Regions from separate parts of the Aedes aegypti genome. Here region 1 is linked to region 2. Evidence: chromatin contacts called from public Hi-C data. All regions are on one chromosome and are shown on one strand. The core of a region is the stretch at or near the end of the contact, and the rest is flanking DNA. Distances in the headings are between cores, read along the strand shown. Region 1 overlaps LOC5574404 (14-3-3 protein epsilon). Region 2 holds the start of LOC5574404 (14-3-3 protein epsilon).

Evidence for each region. A called contact is a pair of places that touch in the nucleus more often than the background predicts.
Region 1: a contact with region 2 is called in a Hi-C map of whole pupa, with 4 times the contacts expected there. The contact joins the enhancer-like site here to the promoter of LOC5574404 in region 2. A contact is called at or near these places in 2 of 2 Hi-C or Micro-C datasets (whole body and whole pupa).

What each region holds. Positions count from the first base shown.
Region 1 is chr3:37,949,270-37,955,643 of AaegL5.0, forward strand. All of the region lies in intron 2 of LOC5574404 (14-3-3 protein epsilon), which reads left to right. Among protein-coding and RNA genes, the nearest start is that of LOC5574405, 36 kb to the right of the region's middle. Within about 2 kb of position 2,377, at least 3 of the 3 cell types and tissues checked have open chromatin away from gene starts, as enhancers often do.
Region 2 is chr3:37,912,772-37,919,725 of AaegL5.0, forward strand. LOC5574404 (14-3-3 protein epsilon) reads left to right here and starts at 3,062. Exons shown (of 6, transcript XM_001655061.2): 1 at 3,062-3,654; 2 at 3,726-3,825. The coding sequence starts at 3,762.

The DNA.
Region 1 (6,374 bases), core at 1,127-3,626, 36 kb after region 2:
TTACTATGTATTATGTATCTTTAAAAAATAAGCCGCTAGAATCAATAATTTCAAGTAAAGCTAATACAATTTCCTTTCCAATAATGTACTCTTCACCACTAACTCTTCTCTATACTGTTTTAAATAAAAGTCATTCGATTGAATGAGGTGACTCATACTGTCCCGTAGGGTGGCTCATAATGCCCCATATAGTTGGTGACGACGTAGAAAAACATGGTTTTCCAAAAAGTTCCTGAAATAATTTGCAAGTTGATGTTAACATTATTTATCGACGTAACATGGGAGATAACATTTTATAGTACAAGTCATTTGCATTTAAACCATATTTTTTGCTGTTTTTCTATGCATTCCATGACGTTTTTTTTAGGCGGCCCATATTGCCCCGATCACCCCTATGAGAAGAATACATCATGGACGAGCGAATTTCGTAACGAGGTACGACAAGCTTTGTTTGTTCGACATTGCTTTAGAAAGTGTGATAAGAAGATAGAAACGAGTGGCATGATCTTCAGGAAATCCATTCAGCTACGAAAACGTTCATCCGATTGAGGGCTGAGGTGTCTAAGACATGATAGCCAAGGATTTAAGAGAAAACATGCCAAGCCCTCATGAATTCGAAGTAGTCGAAGAATGTCAACAGAATGTTGGAAAACAACCCGTTGAAAATGGTTCTCAAAAACAATCTGATCGACACAAGGGGCACGTAGTGCGTAGCCTAGCATGATAAAGACCCTTTGCTGAATCTATGGCAGCGGGCAAACATGGACCAAGTCCGAATGGAGACGTCTCCTACGTACAGAATAATCTCAGCACAGACAAGCAGACGTGCCAATTGTGGGTTCCTAGTTGAAATGTAGAACATGTTCTATCCCAGTGTAGATAAACTGAGATGCATAACAAGATGAGAACAGAAAAGCATCACTCAGCTTTGCACCGCTGTAATAGCAAAAAATCGTCGAGTTCCTGGAAAGCGTTGAATCATTCATGTATTTCTTATCCTCCATGTCTATTCCTACGTTTACTCGAGTTCACCGCATTAAGCCGCGGATCATCCGCTGAATGTAGGCAGAAGCGCGCCCGATCCGGCTCCGAGAGCATTATACAACGTTTCGCAATTGAAAATTGACAAAAAAGCGGCATTCTCTGCGCCCCTAATCTATTTGCATCGGCTAACGTAAGTGTAAATATTTGTGAGAAAAAATCACAAACCGAACACGCGTGGTCTCGATAATACGCTGCTGTGCGCCTTGCCTGCGGTGTGATACACATGATCTCATTGAGCGCAATCCCCATGATGCGGAGCTTTGTTGAAAGCTTACCGCGACGGATGGAGGCGGGGAAGGTCAGTGAGGCCCTTTGGAGCGTGACAATCTGCTCTGGAATTTTTATGGCTTTTTGTAAGCCTACGCCAGAGTGCGCGTTCTTATGATCGGACGAGATTTGCACTCGCATTTTACTTTAGTCGTTCGTTCGCTGCTTAGTCACATGATTGAAGAGGTCAAGCCTGACGAGGGGTCCACCCACTGTCGACTACTCATCGCCCATTCATCATCCTTGGCTCGTCTGGCGATGTGTGATTACAGCAGCGCACTCAGTCATCCGCTAAGTTGTTGCCGCGATTATGTAATGATTTGAAGATGAACATCCCAATACGGGCAATTGGAGACAGCGATGCTGTCATCTGCACGTTCTTGTGGAATGATGAACTCATTCATTACATACTGCCTCACCATCGGTCAGTCAACGAACTTTCTGGTTCTCAAGAAAGTCGATTCGAGCTAACTACGGAAGCTTTAACCACCGCTTCGCACTGTGCAACTAGCGGAAACTTTTGGAATTCTGAATCCTAAAAATGTTGGCAATTTGCATAAAATCTCGTTTCACGTTTTTCTACGTCAACGTTCAGGAACTGTTGAGGATGTATTGGTATTGTGCTCCCCTTATCGAACATGCGACGCAGCAATGGCATTGCCTTGCCTGGCTATCGCTAGTTCCGTCCTTTCTTGGTGTCTGTCGTGAGCGCGAAAAACTGTTCTGAAGCGTCGTAATATAACCGACTGCTGTATTGGTGAGTTTTACCGGCTGCCGCTATATCGCCTCCGCAGAAGCGCTGCTAAATCTGCAAAGACAACCGTGTTGCCATCATCGCTTACAAACAATAAAATTAATTCATTGATCTCGGAACGGCCCCTCGAATTAATGTGATTTTAATTTACATCACACAAACTTTGTCTGACGGGATACGTTAATCCTCAAAAAAGTTAGTCAAACCTTCCCAAGAAGACTGTCCTTCGCGTAAGGTATTCTCATTCTCCGTTACCACCACCCACTCGGAAAGCTCCATCGCATGTCAGCCAGACTCCAATCGCTGTGTTAGTACGTACCCCCGTTTAATTAGTATGTGTAGATTCGAACTCCCGGCAATACGTCAACTCGATACCACTACACACCTGACAACAAAAAATCACTCGAAAACGTCACACAAACACACCCAGGCTGGGAGCGGGCGGTATCGGGTTCCCAAGTAATTTGAGTGGGCCATTCAAACCGAACCGTTGTTCGTCAAGTCTCCAGCCTGCAATCTCTCTCCATCATAGAGAGGAAGGTGACGAAACAAAGCGGTACCCACCTAGTGGAATAGATCTGTACCTCTACACCGGTTTCTTCCGCTCCCCACACATCGTCCATCGGCATCGAAGGCAATAAAATCGAACCGTCCCGAGAGTGTAAGCGGTCAGTGCCGATGATGATGATGATGCGCTTAAGCAAAAACTTGATTCGCAACTTGAACCCCCCGACAAACCAGTTCAACGGCAGGCAAGCAGCAGCAGTACGTACGGTTCAGTGGCTTGGCGCTTCCAGTTGATGATACCCGCACACCTTCCTATCATAGCAATTTCATCTGCAATCTGTTCGCACAATAAAAGTGCAGGCCGACGACGACGACGAAGTCTTCAATTAATGGAGCGGTCGTGGCGGTGCAGGAAGCGAGTTCAAGGTCGCCGTCAAGGTTATCTGATCCAGCTGACGATGATGATGGATGTTATACTAGTATGTAGACGACGCAACGGATGCACCTGTTGTTTGCATTCGCATTACAATACCCCGTTCCTATATGTCTCGGTTCATCAACCAGAAACAATCGCGAACTGGAATTACTTGTTCCATTGAAAACGTCATTTTGACGGCACATACGTTCTGCTTAGATGGGGTTGAATACCTTGAATTCCTAGCATTTGCCAACGAGAGTTTTGGGCACAGACACCGCTATCGCAGACTGCGCCTTCCACGTTTTCTGCACTTAATTTTCCGCTCCATTGAAGAAACAGGAACCGCGCCAGCAGCTCTCCTCTGCCAAACAATAGAGAACCGAAGTTTCTCGTTGTGTGAGAAGCAGGAGTGGGAAAGACCTAGCGACGCCAGGACCGCACCGATAATTGCTTTGCTCCGTTGCACTCTAAACGGCAAACATATGCGCGCTAACGTCTAGCAAAAAAGCCGTCATCCGTATTAGAAATTTGCTGCACTTGAGTGGGCGTCATCAATAGGAGTATTTCGGTTAGCCATCAACAAACGACGTCTCTATGAAATCGGTACGACCAAGCATTAGTGGAACAGAACGTTGACTGCCAAGGTGGCGATATGATTGATAGTTCACAAGCGTTATAGCTTGTTCAACTTAAGACAAAACATTTAAATCCATTTGTTTTCTTTTTTGGCAAAAGTAGGCCTCCTTGAGTCGACAAGATAGCCCCAGAATTGCTTGTTAGTAATTCTTTTAGGTGATCTAAAGCAATAGGGTATTTCTTAGTCTTGTAGTAGCGTCCGCGGCTACAGACAATACAACTGACTGCTCAGCCGAACAAGTTTTGGTTTGGTTCTCTCAATTGGAATAAGGCTGCTGAATCGATAGATCATACCTCCAGATATTGTTCGAAGAATTCTCTTAGACTATCAGCAAAGTTTTTTTTTTTTCATAATCATTTTCAAAAGATCCCTCAGGCTTTGCGTCAAGAAAACCTTCCGAGACTACTGTAGAAATTCCTACTAAAATTGTTGCGTGGGATCTTTGAAAATTTCATGGATAACGGCAAAATATCTAGAGTAACCAAATTTGAATTTCTACTACAAATTTTGAGTGAGTTTTTGGAAGATTCCTGGTGTAAATTCTTGAGGATTCAAAACTTCATACGCGACCCTTCCACAGATTCCATGAATAGGATCTCCAAGATTCCTCCGGATCCTTCTGGAAATCCTCCAACACGTTTTCTGGTGATTCGTACACAAATTCCTCTAGTGATTTCTCAAGGAATGCTCAGCTCAGTGGAAATCCTTCAGCAGTGCGATGTTAATATTGATTTTTGTTCTACTTTTGGGAATGAATGTGAGAATTACTAAGAGCCCAAGGATTTTCTAAAAAGATTCTTTCTGCGATTTCTACAGTCGATATCAACAGGAATTCTTCCAGGAAAATCTCCAAGCAATCCTACGAGAATTCCTGCAAAAAGTCCTATGTAAATATTCTGCATTTGTTCAAGTTATTTTCACAGGAATGTCTTCCAAAATATCTCTCGGATTCACTCCTAAGTTGCTCAAGAATCCAGAAATTCCTCTGGAAAATGTTTTGAGAAATCTTTCAGGAAACTTTTAGCCGACTCCTTTATGCAAAAGATTTTCCGGGAATTCCTACAGAAATTCCTCGAACAAATCTCAATCAATTCGTTTATGAAGTTGCTCCAGGAATTTCCCACAGATATTAATCTACCAATCATCAAAGATACCTATACTGCTGCCAGTGCACAGTGCACAGTGGCCCAGGAATCAGTTTTACGCGGAAAGATGAATTTTGAGCTTTAGAATGAAACATTAGACAAAAACGGTTTTCTACAAAGTTGTTTGTATTAGTTAGGTCCTTTGTTTGGTGTTATTGAAAATTAGGGTGGACCACATTTTCATAGAAATTGTGTAACTAACTTTCTTATTTGTAGAAATTATACTATACATGCTTCAGCAAAGTTGTAGACCATTCAATTTCAAGCAACTTTGCCAAAAAAAGTTTTTTTTATTTCTCTTAAATTGACCGATTTAGAGCTATTTTACTACGGTGACATAGGGTGGTCCGAACAAAATTGGTTTTCTGGCTCTAGAGTTTTCAATTCAAATTTCTCATCAAAGTAGTCTATGAAACACTTTTAGAACTTTGAAAAATGCGTAGTTTGGTGAGTGAAGAAACTCGTTATCTCTTTCCGTTTGGGAGTTATTGTTGTTTTTCTCTCAAAAACATGCCTACTTTGATTGTGAATATTTTTGATTGGGGCAAACATAAAAAATATCTTTTGACGGCATTCAACAGACAAAATAAAATTGTATATTATATCAAAAAATTACAAATGTGTTATTTTTGTAACTCTAATAAAATGCCCTTAAAAACAAATGATTTTAAGCAGAAAAACTTTAATAACTTTTGAACTAAAAAAGATATCATCAATCTTTTTGCATGAAAATTTGCGTTTTGTTAAGTTCTAAAAGTCGTTCATAGACCGCTTTGACGAGAAATCTAAAATAAGAAAGATAGGGCTTTAAAACTATTTTGAAGATTTTCATAGTATGTATTTCTTTATTATTTTGCATTTTGAGCATGAAAATAAAATTTTAGACAAAAATGATCTTCTACAAAATTGTTTATAAAAATGTAGGCTTTCATACTGAGTCATTCAAAACTAGGGTGGTCCACAATTTCACACAAATCAAATAATCAACTTTTTTATTTGCAAAAATACTGGTATATACTCTTGGGCAAAGCGGTGGAACTTGTAATTTTGACCAACTTTGCCAAAAAAAGTTTTTCTGTAGCTCAAAATTTGACCAATCTAGAGCATTTTTTCCTAATCATCAAAGGGTGGTCCAACAAAAATCAGTTTTTCACTTCTAGTGTTTTTAATATTAGTTTCTCGTCAAAGTCGTCTATGAACGACTTTTAGAACTTAACAAAACGCAAATTTTCATGCAAAAATATTGTTGATATCTATTTTAGTTCAAAATATTTGATTTTCAAGGTGTTTTATTAGAGTTACAAAAATAACACATCTGTAATTTTTTTTATATAATTTACAATTTTATTTTGTCTTTTAAATGCCTTCAAAAGATATTTTTTATGTTTGCCCCAATCAGAAATATTCACAATCGAAATAGGCATGTTTTTGAGAGAAAAACAATAATAACTCCCCAACGGAAAGAGATAGCGAGTTTCTTCACTCACTAAACTACGCATTTTTCAAAGTTCTAAAAGTGTTTCATAGACTACTTTGATGAGAAATTTGAATTGAAAACTCTAGAGCCAGAAAACCAATTTTGTTCGGACCACCCTATGTCAC
Region 2 (6,954 bases), core at 1,812-4,311:
AATGCGTTATGACGGGGTGGGTGGGTGTTGAAAATGTCCATTTCTGACATTATGAAATTTGTGAATACCGGGTCAAACGTCATTTAGCTCATGGAACGGAGTAAAGTGGAATGGAACGCTGTGGAAGAAATCCAGAATCAAAACAAAACAGTGAAAGAGGTAACCAGAAACGCGTTTCTAGGGTGACTAGATGTTCAAATTAAAAATGAACCCCGATGGTTTGCATGAGGTACCGTTCAAATTAGCGGGGGTGCACGGTAAACCCTTACCTTATTATATCTCACAATTGATGATGATGGCTATCACGCCTACTAAATATGTTTTCGATTAAAGCTTTCATTCACAAGATATTTGAAGATAGATACCTTTCCCCATACAAAATAAAATGAGAAAACTTCTGCTGATCAACTGTGGACAAGAGCAAAGCAGGTAATCCATTGAGCGGCACATTTTTCCATATGGAAAAGTGACAGCTCCATTTGATTTGTACAGCAGGCGTTACCGACGTTATGAAATCAGCTCTACTTCTCAGCAGCGTGCAGCTCAAGTGATTTCGGTAGCGGAATCATTCCTTGACCGTTTCCTACCCTACCCTTTTGCACGATACATATGATCAGCGTACCGGCCATAACGCGAAAAATATTTGCATAGTGAAATGCATCTAACGAATTGTTTCTCGAAATTGGGAACTTTCTTCGAAAAAATATTTGGTCCCAATTGTACGTAATGATAATGACATGCTTACCAAATATTTTTTCGATTAATGCTTTCATCTACGATAAATTTGAAGTTAGATGCCTTTCCCCTTACAAAACGAAACGAGAAAACTTCTGATCATCAAATGTGAACAAGAGCTCGAGTTTCCCTTAAAATTATAATACGTACACAGACAAACAGACGTAACACTGGAACAAATCTTGATCTTGATAGTCACGAGAACATGTACGCCCAATGCTAAAATCGGAGTGATGGCGGTAGTGCGTAAACGTCAAACATGAACAAAAACGATGTGAGCGCTGCGGGTGGAGGATTGGCCACCTACCATATTTTTTAATCGACCGTTAAAAAGTTGGTCGATGGACAATGATGAGAGTGTGATGTCTGTTTGTCTGTGGTATGTATTTATGCTTTTATTTATCCAATGCAAAAACAATAATCCTTAAAGGTGTACCGAGATTTTCGGCAATAGATTACAGATCTCTTCGTTGAATTTTGACAGTTGGCTTGATTTATAAATTTTTCAGCACGATCGGCACTTTAATCTTTTAACGAGATTTTTACCGAAATCTCAGCTGTTGAGTTCTTGGCAATTATGTTCGCCGGTTTCAGCGAAATAAATTAAGTGGATACGAAATATCGATTAAAAAAAAACATACCGATCACCCCAAACGCCCCCCTTACCCATTACGGTTAAAATATTTGGCAACCATATATTATAGGCACAAGTCTTATGCTGGCGTGGCAGAACAACCGTAATAGGTACATTCTTAATAAGCTCAGCAAGAAAAAAATACTATAAGAGAATGACGAATTTGAAACGGTAAACATTCTTATCAACCCGTTTCTCGTATGGTCGAGTGTCTGAAAACTACGGTCAAAACTTTATCCCGGTAATTTTCTTTTATGGTTCATAATACCATTACGGTTATAAAAGGAATGTACACCGTTTTTGTATTGTGCTCTGCAAGATAAATCCACGTAATGCGATTATCTGAAAATGTCGATATACCGTCGCGGTGATAATGGAAATCACCAAATGTTTCAGATTTAGCAAATTTGAAACATTTGAGTCCTTGAAGGACGAAAAAATCCAAGCCTACTTGAATTTTGACGTTGCGTTTGAATTGCGCGCATATCTTCTGCGCTTTACCGCCGCCGCTGGATGTGGATTTAATATAAGCGCCGCAATATGAATAATTTACAAATTGTGTATGAGCTGTAACACTTGTAAGGCATCCACCCACTCCCTTCAGCGTTATGAAATTTGTGAATGGGCCCTTTATTCACAAATTTCATAACGCCAAAAGTTACCATTTTCGACACCCACCCACCGCCTTGTAACGATTTTAGTATGACTAGTTTACAAACTTTGTATGAGCCGTAACATCACGAGGATACCCACCCGCCCCCTTTAGCTTTATGAAATTTATGAATGAGCCCTTAAGTTCTCGTTTATGCGGGTATCTTGTGGGGACGGTGGGGACCTAGGAAATATTGTCGCACTGCCACCAAGCCGGATCGCGCCAGTGAGACTCGCGACGCGCCTCAACTCGCCGCATTTTGAAATCAGTTTTTTAGTGCGGCGCTGCATTCTTAAGGCCCAAACGCAATGATAGCGGAACGGCAACGGAAAGCGGAACCGGTTCGCCAGCATGAACTACAACATGCTAGTCGACTTGGTGTTGGTTCACTGTCATTCGTTGACAGCTCAGTCGAGGTGGTGTGATTCATGCTGGCGAACCGGTTCCGCTTTCCGTTGCCGTTCCGCTATCATTGCGTTTGGGCCTTTACGATTTTTATGAACACAGCGCACTATTCACATATTAGCTGCGACGCACGGGGCCCGAGAAAACAATAATCTATCTATCTAAATAAAAATGGAATGGTGTTTGTATGTCACGAAATGGCTTGAGAACGGACCATCGGATTTTGAAATTTTTCATTGAGATATGATGCTGAAGTGTTCCGACGTGTTTGTGTGTATAAAAACTCAGGGTGTACATCGGGAAAGTTAGCAAAATCGGGAGTGAATGGAGCTGCCAGTTTTGTATGGGGCGTTCCATGACGTTTCTCAGCAGCCTACTTGATGGCAAGACGAAGTTTGCCGGGACCACTAGTTATAAATAAATGTTGGTCTTGATTTCTACCGGATACATAATAAGTAAAAATTGATTTGCATTCCGTCTCCGTGATGAAAACTTTCGAAAACTCAAATGTTTGGCAACAACGTTTGACGCTGCGGTGTCGTCACTGGAATTGAGTGCCCTTGAACCGGTTCACTCACATTCCAGTACCGGTAAAAAGAGAACACGGTCGGGCGCGGCGCGGCCATATTGATTAATCTCGCTTCGTTCAGAGTGGTTTTTCTCCTTGCACCAAGCGGTTGTTATTCTCGCCCAGCAGCAAGCAGCAGGAAGTGTCTCCATCCAGAGTTCCTTTTTTTGCAGTGCAGCAGAGTTCCATACTGCTTGTAAAGAAGCCTGTTTCCCGTTTGTCTCGGAATTAGCGCCGAGTGTCCTTTTTTGGCGAACTAGAAGATTGATCTTTGATCCCTCCCCGGAAAGTGTTCCAGGGGTGCGCCTCGCGAGTTAGAAGTTCCGTTTTTCAGTTTTCTACCTCCGCCGCGCCGCGTTCGGTTTTTTCGGCGTTTCCACCCGAGAGAGCGAGAGAAAGGGAAAAGAAGAGCGGAGAAATCCGTGTGAGAGAGAGAGAGAAAGTTGGCAATTTTGCGCTGAACGCGGAGAAAAGAAGAAACCCAATATTCGCTGGTTGCGAAGTGCAGAAGAAAGAGTATAGTTTCGAACGGGCAGCATAAAGGAAAAGCCGGAAGCCTTGTCCCGAAAATCGTGTCCGACCTGATTTTGGTGTGGATTAGTCGGCCGTTTTTTCTTTCATTTCTCCCCCTTTGCACGGTGAAAAGTGAATCGGAATTGAGTGAGTGTTGCCGCGAGTGGCGTTTCGTGTCAAAAGTAGTCCTAGAGCGGATTTCGATTTTTTTCCCTTAGCGACCGGAGATTTCCGAAACAGATTCTTCATCCAATATGTCGGAACGCGAGAACAACATCTACAAGGCCAAGCTGGCCGAACAGGCCGAGCGATACGACGGTAAGTGGAACCTATTTTTTCTTCCCCAATTCCGATTTTATTTTCCACATCCGTGCGTGATGTCAGTCAAAAATCCATGAGGAGAGTGGAGCTTTCTTCTTTTTCTTTGCGGTCATCATTTCCATTTTTCCCTTCCCGAGTCTTGGAAGTGATTCCCGATCGAAACTGCGGAATGTAGCCTAGGTGATAGATGTGGGAGGGCTAATCCGGACAGGTTCACTGCCAATGTGGATCAGCTTTTGTGGATTCTAGGGTTGTCCGGATCCGGATCGGCAATTTTTTTTTGGGATGATGGCAGGCGGAAAAAAGTTGACGGTTCTTGGAAGTAGTGGTTTGGCTGGAAGTGAGAAAAAAAGCTGAAGTCTTGCACCAATACAGACGAATCATTGGATGCATGGGTGTGTTGGTGAAAGCGGTACGATTTTATGTGGGGGTGTGTTGGTGTGGTTGGCTGGAAGTCGTGTGCGTTTGATGTGCAGGGCTGCCAAAAATTTGGAATTTGCGGGAGTCGTTTATTTTCGAGATTTCAATTAGAAACAGGTGTTCGGGGGGAATAGAATGTCTATGGAGATGGGATTCAACTGAATGTTGGGTTGTTTCAACGCAATTCCGTAGTTGAGCCCAAATATTCAAATTTAAGTAAATCTTGAAAACCCTGCATTATTTTTCAATCTGACGTCTGTACAAAAATAAACAAATCTCGGTTACTTTTTCAAATCGACGTAAGTAACTTTCATACGGTTTTGAGAAAATTAATTCAGAAGAATAACAACCTGTCTTCTAAAACTGTTTTAAAATGAATCACCTTTGTAATATTCGCGTTCAAAAACTATGGAGTTCCTATTATTTCACACGAGAGTTTTATGACAAAATAATAAGCCGTTTTATTCAGTTACTTGCGACGTTTTTCTACCAGTGTAAAATCGACTCAAGTAGTGTTTTGTTTTGATTCGTGGTTAAGTCACTTTATCTCTCCATACAACGGAGCGGTGAAAGTAGCGGATAGGTTGCGAAAGTTGAAAATCTGAATTACGTCGTTTTGTAAATCAGAAAATTAAACGTTCTAAAAGTGAAAAATCAAGTTTGTTTAGAGTGGAACTTGTATAGTAGGGTCTTAAACCCTGTCCCAATTTTAGTGCCAACCGCTTCAGTTTAGGCCAAAAGCACAAATTTTGGGTGTATTTTGTTTTCCGTGTCTGCCGAAATGTCCAGGCCCATGGCAAGGGACGACTTCTAGCGTAGTCAACGTCTCGATGTGTTTACCCCATTTTCGGGTAAATTGAATCGAGAGTGCAATCATAATGCGAAGTTTTGTTTAATGTTTATGATCCGTCCGTAATCGAACAAGCGTCGCAATAAAATAACTGATTGGCTTGGAGGCATGCAAGATGCCTATAAATGTTTGCTCTATTTCCAAAACCATTGAAATATTGAATGTGCTTCAACTATTCGGCACATTATATTAGCTGATTCAACGATAGCAAAGATTGATAACCAAACCATAACAAACAATTAAACAAAGCAATGGTCTTTATTTTCACAGTTGTCACAACTGACAGTGGGCGATATTCAATTATTGCCCGGGACATCCTGGCTACGAAGAGCACTGTGTATCGATATATGGGTGTCTAGGGCCTGGAAATGTCAGATAGGAACAACCCCAGTGTTAAAACTCAAACCCCTGTGGTGTTTTTGTCGACTAAGCGAACGTCAAACATGATCAAAAGTGTCAAGGTTCATTTATGAACTCAATTTTTAAATAAAAGTTTAAATTTTATATAGCCGTTATTTGAGCCGGAAAAAATGCTTAAGTAGTTGCAGTAGCATGGTCTTTCGTGTTATTAAATAAAAACAAGATTTCATTAAATATTATAAGACCCTGTTTCACGTAGGATTGACAAACTAATTTTATTCACTCTTCTGACTTACGGCTTTTTGAATAAGTTTTCCAGAATTATGTCCTGTGCGCTCTTTACTCAGTGTTTACACCCCACTGTATACAAACCCTACGTTTGCAAAGCGACTAAACTATCATAATCGCTACATACGCTTATAGTAGAAAGACCTATGTGCAGAATCAAATCATAAAATTCATATCAGTAGATACTTCATACTGTTTCTGAATCTTTAAACATGTTGGAAATCAAGAGATTCGGATTCGCACAGCTGACGGGCGAATCAATGTGGAACATCATCTGTATTTGGTTTTACACTCAGGCAAATGGACTATCGATAAACATAGGAACCCCTTATGAAAATTCGCCACAAGGAATCGGGTGGAAATTCATAAATTTGCCTTATGAAACCGAAATTTGAAAACAAAAATAGTTTTCGCGGCAACCTGGAATCGAATCAAGGACCTTGCGATCGATAGACTCGTACGTACACCCCGCGCCTATCGACGCCTTGGAGTGGAATGATGCTAAAACGATACATAAAGCGTTCGTATTGCGATAATCGTTCCATCTTTCATAAGGCAAAAAGTATGAATTTCGATAGTCCAGTTCGCTGCGTGTAGGCAATATCTCTCACAAATCTCGCGTAACAATTTTAAAGCGCCAATGATCAAATTGTAAACGAATCTGATTTTTATACCATTCGATAGTATCTCCCAACACCCAGAAATTATGTAAACACTGCCAACATAATCATAAAGCTTATCTTTAATGTCCGCTTCTTTCCAAATTTTTCACTGCCCCTCTGTTTAAAACTAATTACGGTTTGTCGGATCGCTCCATAAAAAAAACGAAACATTTCGCTATCATTGGCCTTAGCATGGTGGGATGCCAATGACTCTTTCTTGCTCATTCGTCAGCTTCCGCGAATCTCTTATAAAGGATCACTAGTTTCTATAGGCCTTTTTACATGACGTTTCAAATAAGCTGATCTCGAAGCAAACAAATGCAAACACGAATCTGTCACAAGAAAAGGCCTACCAGGTACCCCCGTTGGTTTGACCACATTTAATCTGAATGGCCGGTACGCTGATCATAAGTACTGTGCAAAAGGATAGGACAAGAAACGGTCAAGGAATGATTCCGCTACCGAAATTACTTTAGCTGTACGCAGCTGAGAAGTAGAGCTGATTTCATAACGTCGGTAACGCCTGCCATACAAATCAAAGGGAGC